Linked DNA regions of Macaca mulatta: region 1 is linked to region 2. The links are chromatin contacts, called in public Hi-C maps. All regions are on one chromosome and are shown on one strand. The core of a region is the stretch at or near the end of the contact, and the rest is flanking DNA. Distances in the headings are between cores, read along the strand shown. Region 1 holds the start of NAA50 (N-alpha-acetyltransferase 50, NatE catalytic subunit). Region 2 holds the start of CCDC191 (coiled-coil domain containing 191).

What was found. A called contact is a pair of places that touch in the nucleus more often than the background predicts.
Region 1: a contact with region 2 is called in a Hi-C map of fetal cortical plate, with 2.1 times the contacts expected there. The contact joins the promoter of NAA50 here to the promoter of CCDC191 in region 2. A contact is called at or near these places in 2 of 14 Hi-C or Micro-C datasets (fetal cortex germinal zone and fetal cortical plate).

The regions. Positions count from the first base shown.
Region 1 is chr2:169,978,454-169,985,783 of T2T-MMU8v2.0, forward strand. It overlaps NAA50 (N-alpha-acetyltransferase 50, NatE catalytic subunit), which reads left to right and starts at 2,741. Exons shown (of 5, transcript NM_001261371.2): 1 at 2,741-2,947. The coding sequence starts at 2,940. It overlaps ATP6V1A (ATPase H+ transporting V1 subunit A), which reads right to left and starts at 1,833. Exons shown (of 15, transcript NM_001260658.1): 1 at 1,784-1,833.
Region 2 is chr2:169,677,303-169,684,393 of T2T-MMU8v2.0, forward strand. It overlaps CCDC191 (coiled-coil domain containing 191), which reads left to right and starts at 1,602. Exons shown (of 15, transcript XM_077993913.1): 1 at 1,602-1,742. It also overlaps a transcript of QTRT2 not described here.

The DNA.
Region 1 (7,330 bases), core at 1,491-3,990, 300 kb after region 2:
GGAACCTTACTATGGAGAAAATTAATAGATAAAACTACATATATATATCTACAGCAGGCATGGTGATATAAATGTATCAATATATTAGTCTATTGCCCAGTATGCGACTTAAGTACGAAATGTTAAAATGGTAAATCCACAAGAGATAATAGTAATCTTCATTACTTGGGGAAAGCAACATCTTCGAGGTTTTTTCTATTAAGGAGCATCAAAATAAGGCAGGTTATGTATTTTGAACTTACCATAAAAATACTTTGTTAAATTGCTACTACCGTAGAATTTTAACTTTTTGTTCTCCTTAACAAAATAAGACCAGTTTATTGTACAGAATTTGGAAGACACAGAAAAACAAATCAGTCACATCCACCACTCAAAGACGATTCCATCTTCCTCATTTTTCAGCAGTCTTCCTTAATTACCTTGGTTAGAAAACTACAAGATTTAACTGAGCATATAATTTTTCATATTAAGGTGTAATTTAAATTTCAAAAATCAAATTTGTAACATTTGTAAGACCTCCAAATGAAAAGCAGCATGGAATTTTCTGAGTTTGCAGTATAAATAAAAGAGTTTAACCACAAACTGAAAAACATTCTTCCCTAAAGCACATTGTTTGGGGTCAAAACATTGGTAATACATTACAGGAACGGGAGTACTTGGGTTGGACAACACCTATATTTTCAATTGGACAACAATTTCTGTTTTTTCACAAAATACTATTCATCAAAATCTGAAGAGGGCACTGGGAGTTTTACAAATGGGGAAAGCTAAAGAGGGATACAAATGCTACTTAACCTAAATTTACCACAAAGCCGGTCAAGGAATAGATTGGGAGTGTCAATTAAGTTATATTTTAGGGAAAAAATAACAAAAAGGGAAGGATTGAAGGCAGAAAACATGTGCAGACAGCAACATCTCGACTTGATTCTACCTTTCAGCATATGGCCAAATAAATTTGGTTTAACAGTATTTCCGACCCAATCAGTTTCTTATTTTGGTTTCAGGGAACCCTACTCACTTTTCCCTAAACCAGCCTGGGCCTCCTACACACCACGACACCACAACACCATCTTTCAACGCCTCCTCATTCAATCGAGACTGTCGCATTACTAACACCTCCCGTTTTGAAGACAGTACTCCTTCAACTGTCCTCTTCCTCAGAGAAGAAAAAGTAAAAGCCCTTCTTTTACCCTTCCAGTCCCATCCGAAGCACGTGAACATCTCCGGAACCTTCCCTGCAGGTCTGTCAGATAAAACCCTTAGAATTACTGAGAAAGCACCTTCGGAGGGAAGCTTCTCAGTGACTCTGCAGTGAGGGCCGTATCAGTGACAGTCCCTCCCAAGCCTGTCTCACTGGAGACGCCTCTGCCTCCAGGGTTTTTGCTACCTCCCCGCTCCTCAGCCCTGAGCTGAGGGCAAGGACAGTGAGGACCCTGGCCAAAGAACGGGCTTTAAGGAATGGGACCTAATGTCTACTGCAGACCCTGTGAAATGGCTGAAACGATCTGCTACCCGAAGCCCCAAAGGCTCTGAGTAGGGAACCATAATGGCCGCACTCACTTCCAACCCTGGGAAAGGTGGACATCTCAAACCCCAAGGAGCGGGAACGACCACAGTTGGGGGAGCGGGGGTTAAGGAGAAAGGAGCTCCTTGCCGGTGCAGGGTGACAGCGGGGAGGAAGCCTCAGGCAGGGAGGTCGCCGTTCACACTCTCCCTTCTCTCCCCTCTGCCTCCTTCCACCCCCTCTATCCCCACCACTCGCCAGTTACCGGCCGCCGCTCACCTGCTGGGGCGCGAGGTGCAGAGACCGTACCGACCGAGGACCGAGAGGCTCTGTCACCACGGGGGGAAGTCCTCAGCTGCACAGGGTTGGGAGGGGCGGGCCCAACCAGTCACGTGACGTCGAGCTCCGCCCTGCCTCCCCCATCCCGGCGCGCTACATCTCGGGGGGCTTGTATTTTTACGTATCCCTTGAATATTAATCTTCTTGAATTAAAGAAATAAAAGATAAATTTTCACAAGGACTATGTTGTAAAGTACAATGTGGAAAATGTGGACAGCAAGAGTTAGAGCGCATTGCTAAGGAAGTGACGTTCACGCCACGATCGAGGGACAGGAAATGGCGGTGGGGTTCCGTCCCTCTGGAGTTCGCCGGTAAAATTCCAGGCTCTGAGGTTTGGGCCAATCACGTGATCTCAAAACTTGAGGCGTGCTGGAGGGTAGCCAATCTATCCGGCCGATTGTTAACCACGTTTGCTTTAAAACACCTAACTTACTTGAGCTTTACACAGATTTCTTTACATTTGGAAGAACCAGCTTTATAAAACTCTACTAGGAGGCAAGTGCGTTTGAAGGTCACTCTGGAGACCACAAACCGGGAAGAACAGGGCCGAGAAAACCAATCTTGCGGATATGGGATAGAAGAGGGAGGGGTGGAAAAATCTGGATTTTACCGCCAGGGCTTACCGAGCCAGCCCCACAAGCAGTGTCGTAAGGGGGTGGGAAGGAGGAGCATGACGCCAGAAGGCACAGTCCGGGAGAAAGATGGACGTTCCGGAGTGGAGGGGGCAGGGTGCGCGGAGGCTGGCAGTACGACTGCGCGCGAGGCGGCTGACGCGCCGGCGCGCGAGGGGCGGGGTGAAAGGTCACAGCGCGGCAGCGGGTCTGGCTGGCGGCAGCGGCGGGAGGGAGCTGAGAGACCCGAGTGCACGTGTGGAGTAGCGGCAGCACTAGCACGGCGGCGGGAGACACTCCCGCCCCCACCAGACTCAAGCCCTCACTCGACTCTCGCGGCCTTCGTTGCTCGCCCAGCTCCCTGCCCAGGCTAGGAGGCCGGCTTGCGGGGTTGAGTGGCCCGAGCTGAGGGCGCGGAGACCTGAGGGCGGCGACTACGACGGCGTTGATATCGGTGGTAACGACGGCCTCAGCAGGCGGGGAAGATGAAAGGGTGAGGAAGGGCAGCCGGGCAGGGCCCGGCCGGCGGGGTAGAAGGGCCCGGGCCCATGTAGAGGGGGAGAGCTGCGAAGGCGAGGAGAGATTCAGGGCGAAGACCGGCGGAGGGAGATTTCTCGCCTTCTCAGTTTCCTCGGTTCCCGGAGGGGGCGGAGGCGAGGCTTGGGCTGTTGGCGGGCTGAAGGGCCAGCGGAGGCAAGACCCGGTGGCTTCAGGGTTTCGGTTCGGAGGACGATTGTGGGTTGAGTGGAGAGAAGCAGCTGAGTGGGGCAACATGGAAAGGCTATTATGAGGCGCCCGGGGCCTCCTTCCCGGGAGCGGACCTCTGAGCCACGCCGGCCCGCCGCTCCAGGTGGAGTGGTTTGGTTGTCTTCCACCTCCAGACTCCACTCTGGAACTGCGGTGTTTGACACCTTTCAGTTTTATTCACGCTTGGGAGCTGTGCAGAACCTTCTGGAGGAAGAAGAAATTGGAATAAAGAGCACGGGGATGAATATTAAGAGCTAGTGACTCAACTAGATTTGGGTTGGGTCACAGCGAGTGGAGGAGGGGGAGAGAGCGCGATCGCTGTAGACTTGGGGTGCCAACATGTTTAAGGAAGTATAGGGTGGATCAGTAGGTGGAGCTATTGCTTCAGTGGTTCACTATTGCCCCTGAGTGCTGATGCGGTCCTGGGTAGTTTTACCACGCTGCTCCTTTCAGGTGATTGGCAAAGTTAATGTTCGGTCTGTCATCGTTTGCCTCTTAGGTAAAATCAGGAATTATTTTGGACCGACTGTTTAAATTTTTATGAAATGTCTCCTTACCATTAAGTTGTATAGTTTTAATATATTAATTACATAACATTTTTCCGAAGCATTGCATCAGTAAGCCGTTTTGGAACTTGTCTTTACCCTCAAAGAAATGAAGCTCGTAAACGTGAAAAGCTCTCTGCGATGCCGTAGTTTGTTGTTTCTGTAAATCGATTAAGAAATCGTAACTATGTTTTAAGTTAACGAAGTCATTCCAACTATTCAACAGCCCTTTTGAGGATGAAATAAAAGTCACTTTCATCGTAATCTCATACATCCCCAAACAAGGACCTAAATAATATCTCTCTGTATCGGTGTTTGAGGTTCCTGAAGAGATTCAAAGAAAGTTTAATTTGGTCTTAGGTCTGTAACATGTTTCCTTACTCTTAATTTTCCTTTAAATACTGTATATTTATTCTAATGTTGAGTTGTATGTTTTGTATTAAGAATCTTTAAAGTTTAAGAACCGTGAACTATTCACAATACCTGCATTGTTTCACATCAAGTTCTAAAGAGTTCCAGTTGGGGAAATAAAATTGACGGGTATAAGAAGTATTTGCCCCACTGGAATCATGATCTGGGAAGTTCGGCTATTTCAGATGACAATCCAACATATTTGGAGAATGTTGTTTTTCTGCTATACTGCACTTCTTTTTCTTCTCTTCTTTTTTTTTTTTTTTTAAATGAGACAGGGTCTCGCTCTGTTGCCCAGGCCGGAGTGCAGTGGCACGACCTCGGTCCACTGCAACCTCTGCCTCCCAAGCTCAAGCAGTCCCCGCTCCTTAGCCTCCCGAGTTGTTGGGACCACAGGCGCGTGCCACCACGCCTGGCTAATTTTTGAATATTTTGTAGAGACGGGGGTCTGACTGTGTTGGCCAGGCTGGTCTCAAACTCCTGCTCAAGTGATCCACCTACGTCTGCCTCCCAAAGTGCTGGGATTACAGGCGTGAGCCACCAAGGGTGGTATATACTGCACTTCTTGAGCATAGCTGCTGACTCTTACTCATTTTTGTACTCATTGTCAGGCACTCAATACTTATTTGTCATGTTCTGTTAAGAAAAACGAGGCTGAAGAGTTCCCAGTGTTGAAATTGCCATGGATTTACAAAGGGGGCTGCCAGGAAATTATTCTGTATGTTTCGATCCAAAATCTTCAATCTAGTTCAGACTCTATAGGGTGTGATGTTCTTTCTGATACCTAACTTGGCGATAGAAATGGAGCTGAACAGTCATATTATTCACAATCTACCTTTAATTAGTATATTCATGGAGCAATTATCTCTGTTTAAAATGGATATTTACATGTAACCTGATGAAGGCAGATCCCTAGAAATGGGTAACTGGCCGAATTTAGAGGAAACTTAAAATTATTGAATCTGTACCTTTATGCCAGTAACTATGCCTGTGAAGTTCTTAATACTTCTTATGATTGGGAGCTTAGAATTTTATTCTTTACTGTAAACCTTTAAGATGATTTCACAGGAATAATCCCTTTAACTTAACAAATGAACTCTCAGGTGAGATGAAACTTTTTAATTTTTTTTACTTCTAAGTCTGTATTTAAGACACTCAACAAATGAGTTGTGTGAACCTTGTGTTTGGATACCGAACCTACAACAGTATAGGTTTAAAATAAGTTAAGCGCCTTCAGTTCCAAAACTTGTACCACCGTGCACAGTGTGGTCAGTTTTATAGTCCTGACTCTTAATGTGGAATGACCTGTAAAAATGAAACAGTGGTCCTGATTGTGTGGCTTTTGTATGGAATTTTATTTGCTAAGTGTTCTGTTGTATATTGAGCTAAGTAAACAGTAAATTGAAATATCTAAAATTGGAAACTGCAGAAGTCCCAACACAAAACCAGTTAAATATTTAAAATTGTACACTGTTGCCTATATTGCCTATCATATTGAAACTTAAAACGTACCTGGTTTTTCTTCATATTTTTACTATGAGTATTTTTATTAGTAGTAGCAGTAGGACTTTCCATTGTATTGGCATGTCTTTCCTCCATAGAAGATAAATTTCTGGTTATTAACTACTGTATGTAATTTATATGCACATCTAGAAGTTTGAGATATACTGGGAGATGTTACTTCCTTTTGAGGTTGGCTGTTTTTGTGAACCAGGGACATTGTAGTTTGAATTTGTGGGTGGCATTTTTATCTCCTCTTTTCTAGGGAAGGTGATTTCAAGCAAGAAGGTATGCCACAGATAACCATGAATGAGGTGGCAATCTAATTAGGCAGTGTAATGGAAAGTATAATAAAACCAAATCATTTAGCCTTCAATTGTAGTAAAGAGATGCAAATTAGTCCTAATAAAAAATGTCTTTAACAAAATATGAGTACGTGACTAAGATGGGAAAGTAGGTAGCAGTAATATAAATATGGAACAGTGCAGATTACTAATTGGAATAGTAAAGGGAGCCATTTTACCAAATAAAATTAAAATGTAGGATTCTGCAGTCAGAAACAAAACTTTAAGAACTCAGAACAGTGGTTACCTCTGACAGCATATGGACTGGGAAGAGGCAGAAGGAATATTTCTAGCATCTCAGCATAGTGAGACCTCGTCTCTACAAACAATAAATCAGGCAGGAGAATCGCCTGAACCTGGGAGGTGGAGGTTGTAGTGAGCTAAGATCACGCCACTGCATTCCTGCCTGGGCAACAGAACAAGACTGTCTTAAAAAAAAAAAAAAAAAAAAATCAGCCAGGCATGGTGGTGCAAGTCTGTAGTTCCAGCTACTTGGGAGGCTGAGGCAGGAGGATCACTTGAGCCCAGCAGTTCAAGGCTGCAGAGAGCCATGATCTTGTCACAACATTTCAGCCTGGGCAACAGAGCGAAACCTAGTCTTGAAAAAAAAAACGAAAAACTTTTTTTAAAGGTTGTATTGCTGTTTTGTTTTTCAGCAAAACCAAAAGCTAGTCAGGCTGATGTAGCATTTGACACCTTTTGTAAACCTACAGTTTATACTCGTTCCTTCTGTGAAACAAATAATTTGTGGTTTGTTGATTGAGATAGTGAATTTTAACAAAAACTTTGTAATGTGCCCTTGTGTTGAGATGAATTCATATAAAATATAACCTGCTTACACCGTAAGTTTTTTTTAATCAATGTACTGTCGTCTCCAATAAAAGAAAAATAAAAGGGAAGTAAATCATAATAAAATTTATTTCAGTATTTAATGATGTGGCACAACTATACCATAGTTGTATAGTTAAACAAAGCATCAGATCAAGTGTTTTCATCTATCTGTAAATAGAATCATTGTGTAATTTAGCAGTATAACTGCTGCCTATACAGTTGTGTGCATTGTTGACTCATGTGTTGCCATTAGTGGTGTGATTTCTTCCTGAAATTGCATACAACTCTTAGTAAAGCTCTAAACAAAGAATAATCAATACTTTCTGGGTTGGAAAAGATTTTTAAAAGTCACTTAGTCCAAGCACTCATCTTATTGAATCAAGATATATTCCCTGTTTATCATAATTTCAAAGATCCTGACTTCTGTTATGTGAATATTACTGCACATATCAGTAGAATGGGAACTATTATTGGCCTAAATTATATATTTCCTGTTAC
Region 2 (7,091 bases), core at 352-2,851:
GTTCTTTATATATTCACTCCATTAATCCTCATATCAAATGCATAATATAGATGCTATTATTATCTGCATTTTATGGATGGTAAACTGAGGCTGACAAAATCACCAGCTGGTAAGTGGCAGAGCAAGGACTTAAATTATTGAAGTCTAGTTTTCAACGCTATACTCTAATAGGCTGGGAGCTTATGAGAAGTTCCATCTGGTCCACAAGCACATTATAATCAGTTACCATTTTGCTATAGTGTTCTTGTTCTTTTCCCTTTCTCCCTCCCGCCTCTAATCCATCCTCCCAGTCTCTGCAATCTTTCTCCATTCTCAAACATTTAAACATACTTGCATATGGAAGGGAGTGTTTTGGTCAGGGTTTGCTTTTACAAAAATGGAAACATACTATAATATATGCACTTCTCTGCAATTTGCTTTTCTCTCAAGAATAAACATTAGACGTCTTTCCTGAAGAAGAAACATAAAGCTAACTTACCCTTTTGAAAAAACTACTTCGTGATACTGCATAGTTTGTATGAACACAATTTATTCAACCGCCTTTCAGATAGACCAGTTACAGAGCTGGTCCTAGGATCGCTGCAACAGTCCGAGGACAGAGCTTACCCAACCTCATTCTCACCAATTTCAAGTCAACTTTAGTTTACATTTCCGGGCAGAATGCTTTACATACATTTATTTTTAATCATTCCAACACTCCAGTGATTCAGGTATTATCGTCCGCATTTTGCATGAGAAAACAGGAGTTGCCTAAGGTCACATAGCCACAGAGTAGCAGAATCCAAAACCCTGTTCTAATCTTTACTCTGCTTTATAAGCCCATTTATCACCCCAAATGGGCTGTCTCTGGAAACCCCTCGGCTCAGCCAATAAGTCAGGATTTATCTTTGCTCCATGGGCCATCTCCATGGCCCGAGACCTCCCTAGGCACCTAGCTCAGAGATTGAAGATGGTCTCACTCTCCCATGGGCAGTTCGGAATAAAAAATTCCAACTGAGAACTCTACCCTTGAGCAGAGGCTAATCGAAAGGGGCCCTTTTATCTCAGAGGTGTCGGCGAGGCTTACACGATTTATGAGAATCTGAATTTACAGAAGCCAAGATCTACCAGGAGACCCTGAAAAGGGAAGGAGAGGAGACATCGCGGGAGTACTATCACTGTTACTGCAACACAACCAGGAAGCGTCTGGGCGCGACGCGACTCATCCATCTCTAGCAGCTCCCACACCAGCAGGGCAAAGGGCACTTACCCGCCAACAAACTATTCGACTCTTTTAGTGTTCAGACCCCTCAAACTCTTCACAGTTCAGTACCACGTGTTAGGCTTGCAGAATTCTCTGCCCCCAAATCACTGCCTCCAGTGCAGACCCAATCAGGGAGTACTACGTCATCATTGGGCGCCAGAAAAAAGCAAAGCCGACATCAAAGCGAGCCTTGATGACGGCAAGAGCGAGGGACCTCTGCCGTTGCTATGGTAACTGAGCCAACGCGAGCGGCCTGCGCAGAGCCTCGTGGGAGTGGTGGTTCGACGGCGTCCTACGCCTGCGTTCCTTGCGGGCGGAGGAACTACAATTCCCAGCGTGTCCCGGCAGCAGCCCGGGCAGAAGAGCGGTTGTGGCAGCTTTGGCCGAGGTTCGAGCTCGAACTTGGAAAATGCTAATGGCGCCTCAGGGAAGGTCCTCCTCAAAGAAAAGGATGGGGCTGAATCGCTGGAAACGGTTCACAAGGAAGCCGAGTCCCCAGGTGATCCCAATCGAGAGCGTTGGAGGGCGGGGACTTCCCCAAGGGGCGGGGCAGTCAGGAAGCCAGTCGCGGCCCCTCTGTGCTTCCGGCCTCTTTATCCTTAGCTGACACGCCCCTGCCTTAACCGCCCTAAAGCCAGCATTGCCCTGAGTGAAGTGCTCTAGGATCTCTGGGGTCTGGGTATATTACGGCTTTGGTGGGCCAGCATCGTGGAAGAACTGTTTCTAACGCTTTTCTAAAACCGGAGGTGTCTGCTAATGCCCTTCGGAGTGAAAGGAGTTTGCAAACTCCGTTCTCCCTTAAATTTTAGGAAACTTCTGGCACATTTCTTTCTTTTTCTCTCTCTTTTTTTTTTTTTTGGCAAATCTTGGGGGAATTGATCTTTATTAACGGGGGAGAGCTTCACATTAAATACCCTGCCTGTATTCCTGCCCTTTCACTTTTACGTAAAGTATCTAAATAAACTCAGGAGTGCAAATGGATATTGAATACATTAATACTTGATTCACACAGGAATTTCTAAATTCAATCAACATTCAAAAAATAGATTCTCTCCGTATCTGTCACCCATTTGGATGCATTAGCACCTGAAGATAAGAAAAAAGTGATAACCCACATTTTAAACTTGAAAACATATGTGACATGTGCAATGTCACAGTTGCACCGTGTGTGCTTTCCACAGACTACCTTTTTAACAGTCCCCAAACGGATGCTTAAAATCTAAATGAGAGTACTAAAATGGAGAAGCTTCTCAGCTTTCAGCTACAGAGCAGTTTCAGCCGCTGTTTTCACCCTTAAGTTACACTTTCCTAAATAATATTCTGTAGATGTATGTGGCCTTTGTGAGGGACCCAGGCAATTGTTCTTGCAATTTACTCTAAATTTACCAACTAAATGCATTGGACATATTCCACATGGTAAATATGTTGCCCTAGATACTACAGGGCACAGGCTGGAGCATTAGGGAGACTTGGAAACTGAGGCTGCTGCTATTTCAATACATCAGTTGCATGATGTATTGAATCTAAAATAGGTTATGGATATGGACTTGATGATGAAAGGTAAAAATTTAGAATAATTTCTTAGGACTCCAAAAAGGAAGGATTTTTCCTGCTAGTGCTCATTATTACTGCCTAGAGGGAAAAAGGGGAAAACATAGGGCTCTTTCAAGTTCAGTTGTGTTTTAATTGGATCAGTTCTTTCTTTGTTGCAGTGACAAAATTATTAAGCAGTACAGCTGCGTTAGTTATCAGTAAGATGGTTTGAAGGCATAGTGTTAGGTAAGTGAAAGAGAGTATTATATTTTTCCCACCTCCATGTGTCAACATGCTAGTTTAGATATCCCCTTATTTTATTATTATTAATATTATTATTATTTTAGAGAGCATATTTGAGTAAGAAGCAATTTATGAACTGGGAACACAACCAAAAGAGATTTAGTGCTCCAATGACAAATCATCAGGATATCCCCTTATTTTAAAAACACACCTGAATTTTTAGTAAAGAAGATAACTCTATTTGTTAAGTGACTATTAGAGGGAATTCTGCAAGCTTCTGGGTGTTTGTTTGTTTTTTTAGTAGATACGGGGTTTCACCGTGTTAGCCAGGATGGTCTTGATCTCCTGACCTCGTGATCTGCCCACCTTGGCCTCCCAAAGTGCTGGGATTACAGGCGTGAGCCACTGCTCCTGGCCAAAACACACCTGCATTTTTGGCAAAGAAGATAGCTATTTGTTAAGTGACTATTAGAAGGAATTCTGCAAGCTTCTGGGAGTTACAGAGAGTGAAGAAAGGAAATGTCCTGATGGTTTTACTTCTAATTTCAGATTAATACCTGACTGATCTGGGTGGAAATTTGTATTTTCTGCTTTGTAAAACAGTAGAAGTCAGATTGATTAACCCTCAGTTTTTATTGGACCAAACAAGATCCCTGATCTAGGTAAGATGAGAAAGCCTCTTGCTACAGGCTACTTATGAAAGGAGTAAGGAGAGGAACACACCCTTCTTTAAGCTAAAGATTACTTGGATAATCTGGCTAATTAATGAGTGCCTTTTTTTTTTTTTTTAATGAGTAGCTTTATATTTAGCATTTCTATATCTTGACTCTTAACCCTAAGGAGGTTTAAAAAAAATAGCAGTGCCACAGGGTCCTATCCCAATTAAATCACAGTCTCAAGGTGAGCCTAGACAAGAAATAAAAACAATGTCCCAGTAAGGCTTCATGTTTTCTCCTCATACTGCTATTCTGTGTCTTTTATTGCTAATCATGCTGAACTTCCTACTGAAATGCTTTGGGGAAATAATAAAGGACACTGTTCCATATGCTTTAGTCAGAAGGATAGATTTAAATGGCAAAGTTGATGAAGATATTGCTGTGTATTAATGTCCTATATATGTTATCTACAGCCTGCTTTTGGTCCTGACAATGTGGAACACTGGATAAAGGTAAGGATATTTCAAATTTAGAATAAAAAGATAATTAAGAGTCGAGCATAATCAGATGGAAAAGAAATATGAGTAGACCTCCACTTTGCACATACTCTGCAATTTTTGTTCCCACATGACTATGTAAGTTGCCTTAATTTTATACTTTTTAGTATTTTTTTGTCATAATTCTGTTGCCTCTCATGAAACCATTTAAGTAGGAATAACAAGAAAAGAGGTGTGTAGACATCGTTTCAAATGCCATGAGTATCACTTGAAGAGGATTAAAGGAGTTGGGAAAAGAAGCCTTGGGAGAGGATGTAGTGGCCTTCCTCAGATGTTGGAAAGACTTCACTGTAGTTACAATAACATAGGGACTAATGGGTGAAAACTACATGTGCATCACAAATAAGAATTTTCTAATGACTAGTCCATCCAAAAGTGGACTGGGCATTCTTATGGAGATGTGTTTTCTACCACTGAAGCTATTTTAATGGACTCTAAATGGTCACTTAATGTTAGGCTAATGAACAATGTGTTTCAGGATTCAGTGAAGTGGGGATTGTGTTAGATAACCTCTGACATTTCTTCCAGGCCTGAGATACGTATTTTTGAGTCTGAGTACCATTTAATTTGAAAGTACCATTAAATCATTCCAGGTGTGTGCTTCTGAGTGTCAGTTTGGCAGCTTGCCATATTCAATTCATCGTATACCACATGTATCAAAATCATGCAACATTTTCCCTGGAAAGACCCTTCTGACAGTATTTTGAAGAGTGATTACTCATCTAAATTGACATGCATCATGAGTACCAGATCCTAGATAGATGTAATAGATCCTAGGCCAAATGTAATAATTTTTAGCCATTTATTTATTCAGCTGGTATTTGAGTGCCTACTAAATACTAGCCCACTGTGTTGGGCATTGGAGCTAAATCAGAGCAGGTACAGTCCCTGCCCTCCCAGGGTTTACAGTCCAGTGGAGAATAAACAACTTACCTAAAGCTCATGAGAGAATCAAAGATGTAATGAAAGTATGTGGTGAGAGGCACTAATTTAAATGGGGTCCGGGCAAGCTTCCTGGATACTGCAGAAAGCCTAACTTAGAAGATGACTAAAGTGGATCTGCCATCATGAATGCTAGCCTTTAGGAAGACCATTCCGCATTATCTAGTAAGATTAGCTTGCATGTGAGTGTTGAGAGTCCCAGTGCCAGTATACGATAGGATGGTAAGTACTATGGAGACAGTCAGAGCAGAGGACGGGGAGAAGGAGAGCTGGAGGAGAGCGTTTACAGTTTTATATAAGGTGGTCAAAGAAGGCATTACTGGGAAGGTGACATTTGAGCAAAGGCTTCAGGAGGTGAGAGAAGGAGGCCTATGGGTATCTGTAGGAGAGTAGTTCAGCAGTTCAGGCAGAGGGGAAGCAAGTACAAAGGCTCTAAGCTGAGGACACACTGAGCATATCTGAGGAGGAACAAGCAAGGAGGTCCATGTGGCTGAAGTAGAATGAGCAAAGGGAAGAGTAGTGAGGGGCTGCTGCGTAGCAGGACCTGGAAGCTCATTGTAAGGACTTTGACATTAATTCTGATTGAGATCAGGAGCCATTGAAGGCTTTTGAGTGGAGTTGTGACATACATGATGTGGCTTTCATTTTAAAGGAGTCATTCAGTGCTGTGGTGAGAGGCTATTCCAGAAAACCTGTCAGGAAATTGTTGTGCCTTGGACCAAGATACTAGCAATGGAGGTGATGGGAAGGGGTCAGATTCTATATATATTTTAAAGATAGAGTCAACAGATTTCCTGATCAATTATAGGTGGGGTGAGAGAGAGATAGATTGGATTAAGGACTTCAAAGTTTTCACCCTGAGGAATGTAGTTGTCACTACCTGAGTTGGAAGAAACACAGCAATCATGGGAGAACACAGGTTTCTGGGAGGGGGAAGTTAGGGGTTAAGTTATAAAATAAGTTTTAACATTTTTTTTTCTTTTGAGACAAGAGTCTCGCTCTGTCACTCGAGCTGGAGTACAGTGGCACAATCTCGGCTCACTGCAACCTCTGCCTGCCGGGTTCAAGTGATTCTCATGCCTCAGCTGCCCAGGTAGCTGAGATTACAGGTGTGTGCCACCACACCCGGCTAATTTTTGTAGTTTTAGTAGAGACAGGGTTTCACTGTGTTGGCCAAGCTGGTCTTGACCTCAAGTGATCCACCCACCTCGGCCTCACAAAGTGCTGGGATTACAGCATGAGCCACCGTGCCCAGCTTTAAAATTTATTTAATTAAATTTATTTATTTTGCGACACAGTCTCACTTTGTCACCCAGGCAGGAGTGCAGTGGCATGAACACAGCTCATTGCAGTCCCAACGCTCTGGGCTCAAGAGATTCCTCCCACCTCAGCCTCTGAAGTAGCTAAGATTATAGGTGTGCACAACCACACCTGGCTAATTTTTTATTTTTTAACTAGAGGTGGGTCTCACTATGTTCCCCAAGCTGGTCTCAAACTCCTGGGCTTAGGCAGTCCTCCCATTTTGGCCTCCCAAAGTGCTATGATTATAGGCATGACCCACTGCACCAGCCTAAAATAAGTGTTTTTATTCTGTGCAGGTAAATAAAAACGCTAAGGCAGTTTGCCCACTTCTGCTATTTCTTCCCCCAATCCTGCAAATTTGGTCATGTTTTTACTAGACTCTTGCTGTTGAGTTAAAACATTCTAGATGGCTACAGTTAAGTGACTCTTTTTATCCCAATTTTACTGAACCTAATATATGATTGCCTAATATAAGATGGGAGGTTTCCTTCCGGAGTACTAATTTGCTGAAGTGTGATTTACTCCACCTCTGGTTCATATTCATATGCAAGTCCTAAGGGCATGAAAACTAATAAAATATAATATTTTTTATTTAAAGTAAAATATCCATGTCTC